Regions from separate parts of the Capsicum annuum genome. Here region 1 is linked to region 2. Evidence: chromatin contacts called from public Hi-C data. All regions are on one chromosome and are shown on one strand. The core of a region is the stretch at or near the end of the contact, and the rest is flanking DNA. Distances in the headings are between cores, read along the strand shown.

Evidence for each region. A called contact is a pair of places that touch in the nucleus more often than the background predicts.
Region 1: a Hi-C map of pericarp shows a contact between it and region 2, with 2.5 times the contacts expected there. The contact joins two enhancer-like sites. A contact is called at or near these places in 4 of 5 Hi-C or Micro-C datasets (bud, leaf, pericarp and 1 more).

What each region holds. Positions count from the first base shown.
Region 1 is chr12:9,783,031-9,787,142 of UCD10Xv1.1, reverse strand. No RefSeq gene overlaps it. Among protein-coding and RNA genes, the nearest start is that of LOC124889548, 13 kb to the left of the region's middle. Within about 2 kb of position 1,527, at least 1 of the 5 cell types and tissues checked has an H3K27ac peak or open chromatin away from gene starts, as enhancers often do. A contact at or near this core is called in pericarp, where this site is marked.
Region 2 is chr12:9,745,154-9,748,705 of UCD10Xv1.1, reverse strand. No RefSeq gene overlaps it. Among protein-coding and RNA genes, the nearest start is that of LOC124889548, 51 kb to the left of the region's middle. Within about 2 kb of position 1,330, at least 2 of the 5 cell types and tissues checked have an H3K27ac peak or open chromatin away from gene starts, as enhancers often do. A contact at or near this core is called in pericarp, where this site is marked.

The DNA.
Region 1 (4,112 bases), core at 278-2,777, 38 kb before region 2:
TCTGAGATAGATATGATGGAGGGGAACAAGAACCAAAACCTCCATGATCGAAAGATTATGATTTTTACTATTTATTTTGAAAATTAAATAATTTGAATTCACATCGATCGGAATGAGTTATTTTGATAGTATAATGCTTTTAACAAAGTAAAACTCGAAATTTCCAATTAAATTTTTTTAAAAAAATAATTTAACACTTTATCTCATCTAGGATTAGAAGTCCTTCAAGTTCAAGTCTCATGAAGTTATCTTTACAAGAAAATATTTTATCACAAATATGACTTTTCAGCGCAAATTTAAATGAACTAATGCCCAAAGCAGAGATACACGGGAATATATACACTAGCGCAAATTTACAAAAGTCAAGAGTATTCCTTCCTTTCAATAATAATCGTCTATTATTGACTTGACACACATGACACAACTTAAGAAATAATAAATGATATGAATAATTTATTATATTCGTCTATTATTGACTTGACACACATGACACAACTTAAAAAATAATAAATGATATGAATAATTTATTATATTCGTCTATTATTGACTTGACACACATGACACAACTTAAGAAATAATAAATGATATGAATAATTTATTATATTAATCTTTGAAAAATGCACTGCATTATAAATAGTATTTAATATTAAAAGTAAAATAGATATAAATTAATAAATTATCTATTGATTTTTTAAATTGAATAAGTAAAGATGAACGGAAAAATCAGTTATCAATACCAAAGGAAAAAAGAAAGTGGAAAGGACAGAAACGACACTTCAAATTAAATTATTTCCATGAAATTTAATTTCACTTTCTAGCCATTTTAATTTGTTGGCTTGTTCTATGCCGTTTCTACACACCTTCTATTCAGTTTCTTTACATATCTTATATATAAATATTCTATACGAAAATTATACAATTTTGATACACAATTTATATAGTAATTGTACTTTTTTTACAAATTTTATACAACAATTATATAATTTTTATGCACTTTCTATATTTTTTTTTATATATATATTTTATACATATACATATTTGATGAACTATACAATTTTTATACATGTATCTTATATAGATACATATTCTATACAACAATTATACCGTTTTATATAATTATATTTAATTATTATTTCAAAAAAAAAAAACTAGAATATTTTTTAGTTAAAAAATTTATAGCAAAAAAAAAATATTTTTAAAAGGGATGAATAGCCTAAGTTGAAAACTGTATATATGGACTGTTTCTGAACTACCTGAGCCAAAATGATTCAAATTAGGAAATAGCTATAAAGTAAAAATATTTTATCTACTGGTCACTTTTTGACAAAATCTCAAACTTAAATTATTTATTTTAAAAAGTGTTACACAGCGTCGTTCTCTAAAAAAGAAATACTATTATTCTGTCAAATAAATGCAGTCAACCTAACCAATAATATGTAGCAATTTGGACATGCTTAGATGGTGCCACATGTCATTAGTAGCTTACCTATTTGCCAACATTATCTTTGCCACGTGTAATCGTACATTATCGCCACGTAGAAAATACATGTCCAATTAGAGTAGAATCCAAGTCATGCCCAAGGATATTGGAGGATCCCAACTACCATAAAATTAAATTAAAGTCTTCTCTTTAATTTGGATAACAGACCACCTATGCAAATCTAGTAGCTCAAAAAAGAGTAACACGTTACTTTGATTTTCTTTCTGGATAATTGCCACATCAAAATTTGAAACCAAAAAGTATCATAGAGAAAAAGAGGGGGTGTGTGGGGTGGGTTGCCGGGGGGTGGGGGAGGTTAGATGGAGCTAGTGGCGCAAAGGGTTCATGAAAACTTCCTTGGCAATAAATTATATCATATATATACGATTAAAATATATTTTACGTACTTTATATATAGTAAACGTGAAATACACTTGTTTATTTAAGATTTTGAGTGTTTATTTTTTGTATATTTTGAAAATTTTCTTGGTGAAAAATCTAACCGCATCAATGATGTAGATTTTGGATCTAAAGCTTAATTTCAAAAGCAAGTTCAAGGGGATTCATCCACCTTTAATGGACAAGTCTAGTTACAACAACAGCATAAAAAAAAAAAAAAAAAAACCGTTTCCCAAATGTTGTTTTCAGCAATAGAGTCCGGAATTTGATGAAGATTGTGTAAATTTTTTTTTTATTTGTGTGTGCAAAATTAAATATATACTCATAATAGCTAACATTTAGCCTATATACACAATATAATTTTTCGATGAAGGGTGTGCACTGATCACCCTTTGATATAGGTGGCTTTACCCATGGCTGTTTTGTATCGGCAAAATACGTGAGAAATGTTAATTATTTAAGATAATAAATTTCATATATTAGTAAGACGTTAAAAATTATGAAGTTTAATTAATTCAAGGCAGACAATATCATCGCAATAGTGTTACATCTTGACGATCAAATAAAAAATTCTGCATACGTTACTGTATGCTTTCTCAATCTCTTTGTTGTTCCAATTTAACATGCTACGTATAACTTTGAGTTAATACATAAAAATGACCTTAAACTTGACACCAAATTATAACTTTGACCTTAAACTTTGACAATGCATAAATATGACCTTTAATTATTCAAAATTATACAAATATGACCTCCAATCCTACGTGGCAAAACGCGTGTTCAACACGCAAAACTGGGCGCGTCCAGCTTAAAATCTAAGGGTATAATACATAAATATGACCTTAAACTTTGACAGTGCACAAATATGACCTTTAACTATTCAAAACTGCACAAATATGACCTTTAAATGATTCTTCACTATTATTTTTTCATTATTTTCGGCTCAAAGATGAAAATGACATCTAATTTCTTTTGTCATTGAGAAAAAAGAGCAATATTGAAGATTTATTAATTAGACGGATTAGCCTCATATGAAAATATCGAGCGAGTATGTATATATATTACAAAACAGAGGACGAATTTAAGTTATATAATATATCTAAATATTATTTTTTTAAATATTAAATTAAAGATGAAACTATACTAATAATAAAAACATTATAGTTTTAATAAAACGTTATTAAATTAATGTTATTGCGGATAGTAGTAGTAGTATATTAAATTAACGTTATCAAATTAACGTAATTAAAATGTTATTACATCAACGTTATTAAATTAACGAGGGGCGGACCTACGTGGTTGCCATGGGGTTCACCCGAACCCCCTCGGTAAAAAAATTACGTTGTATATATATAAGATAGAAAAAGTATATTTATGTACGTATATTAATGTTGAACCACATGGAACAAGGCACTTAGATAGCCCAGTGGTGTTATTTGCTCTTCTTGTGTGTTTCCTTCAGCCTACTGTGCGAGTTCGATCCCTGCTAGTGGCTGTTTTTTTTTAATTAAAAAAAAGCTAGGTGCTGCTGCTATAGAAATAAATAATAATAATAATAATAATAATTTTTTAAAATTAAAAAAATTAGGTGCTGCTACTATAGAAATAAATAATAAAATTATTATTATTATTATTATTATTATTATTATTATTATTATTATAATAATAATAATAATAATAATAATAATAATAATAATAATAATAAACGACGTCGTTTTAATATAAAAAACAACTTTGATAGTGCACAAATATGACCTTTAACTATTCAAAACTGCACAAATATGATCTCTCTCCAAGTCAGTCCTTTTAACGATGTGACACCGTGTGATTGGATTACCTTTCCACGTAGGTGCGAGTGAGACTCACGCATGGGGTTGCAAAATCGGAGGTCATATTTGTTCAGGTTTTGAATATTTAAAGATCTTATTTGTGCACTATCAAAGTTTAAGATCAAAGTTATAATTTGGTGTCAAGTTTAGGATCATTTTTATGTATTAACTCTGTAACTTTCAATGACTCGTTGTGTTATGATATGTGTGAAGAGTTTGGGCTCAGAAATTCAAGGGAATAATGGGCCGTGTCTCTTTTAGAATCATTAATGAGCCTCATTGACATTTTATCTTGGGCCTTATTAATGCTTATGTTTGCATTTTTTTTAGTATAAATAACATAAATACTAATTCTTTTAGAAGTAACTATACTCTCTCCCACATTTTTAATTATTTTACTCTCT
Region 2 (3,552 bases), core at 81-2,580:
GCGGATCCCGAATTTAAGGATAATGTGTGCTTAAAAAATTTAAAAATTGAAAAAAATAAAAATTCACCTCAACGAGGTTCGAACTCGGGGCATCCCTTCTAGTGGAGAACCTTAAAGTCAATCTAAATGTCAATGCACCCAACTAACTTTTCTTTTAATGGGTGCTTTTATATATTATATACCTATTTTTGTATATTTTTAATGTAATTTTATCTATTTTGCGTCGAATTTAGTGGGTGTCGAAGCACCCCACAAATATATGTAGGTCCGCCCTTCTATGATATTGTTATTGTTGTTACACTGTGTTAGGTTTTTCTTGCAGTTTTCATTAATTTGTCAAAATATACAAGTGGGATTAATTTTATATTATAACTCCAACAACAAATCAGGTTAGGACAACTTAGGAATAATTACAGCATGAAATGAGCAGAAGTGGGGCTTATAAATAACTAGATTCTTTAATCATAGCAGACAACCTAGTACCCTTTTAGATTTCTCTGTCCTCCTCAATCTTCAATTCCTGTAATTAAGCAAATTTGGTATTGGAATGACCAATTTTTTTTCTTATTATTCTTTACTATTTTGGATCAATTTGTAAACAATCATATTTTTTTATAAACAAAATTTATCATAGTAGTCATATGTTTTTGTGTAATCAAATTTTTTATGTTATGTTATGTTATTATATTAAGTAATATTTTACTATAGCTATCACAAAATATGAAAACAAACGGTGCTGTTAGAGAAATTTAACTGTATATATTTATACTAAATTCTATTACAAATAGAGATTTTTACCACCGCATTCAATGGTAAATTTGTATTGCTAACATGATTTTTCAACTCTTTTTCACTGAATTAGCTCATAGGAAAAACGACTGATAGGAGATTTATTCTCATTGGACACTGAAAAACTACCTAATTTTTATGTCAGGAATTCTATTTTTTTCACAAATCCAATTAAAATATATGTGAGAACAACCACTAAATAATTTTGAGGAACATATTATTAGTAGTGAATGGACTACTAAAGATCTTGACAAATTTTGAAGAGCATTTTGTAAATTGTATGTCAAATCATGCCATCTCAGCATGAATCAACCACAGCAAAGTGTTAGCAGGATTCTCTTTTCTTTTTTTCCTTTTTCTTTTTGTGTAAATATTGCTTTTACCTTTCTTTTTTAAGAAAAAAATATTTATAAAAAAAATAATTAAAACAAAATCTCTATTTGGACCACGCAATCAATTCTTGAGTTGGAGCATCACAGAACACGATCACGATACTCTGTCAATTGTGATTTGACTCAGCAACAATATCTTACTGAAATAAAGTATTTCTAACGCTAAGTTGATGTAGAATACAATCACGACACCTTGTCAGTTGTGATTTGACTCAGCAATAATATCTTACTAGAATAAAGTATTTTTGTCACAAAATTAATGTTTAAACTATTTTTTATGATTTGACTCAACGACAATATCGTACTACAAGATATTGTTGCTCCCTTATCATAATGGTGAGTGAATCAACACCATCTATTTCATTGTATTTATTGATGATTGATTTTATTTTTTAGTTCTTCCACTTTAATTCAACATACATACTATATAATATACTTGTAGTGAATTAGCCTTGGGAAAGTATATTAAGCATCTCAATTAGCATAAAGTAATCCCCTAAACATGTTAGCAACAAAGTGATCCCTTTAATTAATTACTTTATAGGTTTAATAATTAGGTTAATTAAGTTGAAATTGAAGATCAAATCGAATTCCAAAGCTCATACTTTCTCCGTTGGTTCTTATTTATCACTATTTTTTTGCTAATTAAATTTCTATTTTCACTTGCCACTTTTGACATATCAAGAAAAGATGAAAGAATTTTTTCTATTTTACTCTTAGCATTGATTGTTTATTCTCCAAACCTTTTTTCAAGATATATTACTCTAAACATCAATTAATAGAGATAGTTATTATTTTTTTAATGAACATGTCATGTCAAAAAATGACAATAAAAACGAACGAAGGGGGTAACTTTGAAGTGATTATCCACTAGTTATTGTCGTTAACTATATTCTTGCAGCTTGCAATCACAAAAAACACAAAAATAATAATACTAAAAATGAAAGCTTACTTTACAAAAATATCAGATAAAATTATCTCATATTATATTTTAGGATTGCTATCATTATCTCGCATTTAAAACTCCTAAAGCATTAAAAGTAAGTAACAATATAACCAATAGACTAGTAGTGAAATGGTAACTGGTAAATACTTTTCATCTTTAATCATATTTTTGGATTCGAATTTTGTGTGTGCTTTATCTTTAATGTGGGCTATCTGACTTGAATATATTCAAATTTAAATAAAGTCTAATACAAATATCAAACATAGGGTAAAAAAAATTATACACATACTCTATTTAATTAGTAATATCGATATTTGGTCAGATAAACTTGTTTTAAATGGCTCTTATAATAGGGTCTAGAACATCAGGTGAGTTTTGTTAACGTGGTGAAAATTGAGTGTGTGTATATACACACTATTTAATTAGTAATATCAATACTTGGTCAGATAAACTTATTTCAAATGAAACTTTAGGTTCTTATAATAGGGTCCAGTATAAATATCGAACATCTGATGGACTTTGTTGGCGTGGTTAAACATTGAGGATTGTCCCTTTTTGGATACTTATCTAGTACGTGATCCTTCTATTGTTCTTATAACTTACGAATTTTTCAGATCACACAATGACTTTCACTATAGAAATATTACTTTAAAATATGCTTAGCCTCTTACATACCAATATAAAAATCTCCTCTGGACGACAGTTTTAATATTTTATTTGTAAGATTAATTAATACATGAGCAATAGTAGACCTGAATCTGATGTTATATGGAAGAATATTAAAATAAGGGATCTAAACAGACTGTTGAAGATCCCAATAATTTGACATCATTTCTTGTTGAGGCCCTAAGATGCAGATTGAATTTGGGCTAAAGATCCATGTATCTTTAAACTCAATCTTTTTTTCTAAAAATTACACAAATACATAACTTATGTTTCTAATATTACAAAAAATTCCAACTCCCTAAATATATTACAAAATTCCAACATATACATAAAATACTATGTATATATTGGTTATGTTATGTGTATTAATAGAAAGAGGGAGTAAAGTAATTAAAAAAATGGGAGAGAGTATAATTGCTTCCAAAAGAGTTGGTATTTATGTTATTTAATCTTTTCTTTTATGGGCCTATCAGTTGGACTTTTTAAGAGTCCAACTTGTTACTTTTCATCTTAAAAAAGAAATTGAAACTCACTAAATTCCTATGAATTCCCATATTATGTGTATTCCTCATACTAAAAATTACATAAATATACAACTTATCTTTTCAATATTACAAAAAATCCCAATTCCCTAAACATATTATAAAAATCCCAACATATACATAGAATGATATGTATATGTCGGCTATGTTATGTATATTAATAGAGATAGAGTAAAGTAATTTAAAAAGTAGGAGAGAGTCTAATTACTTTCAAAAG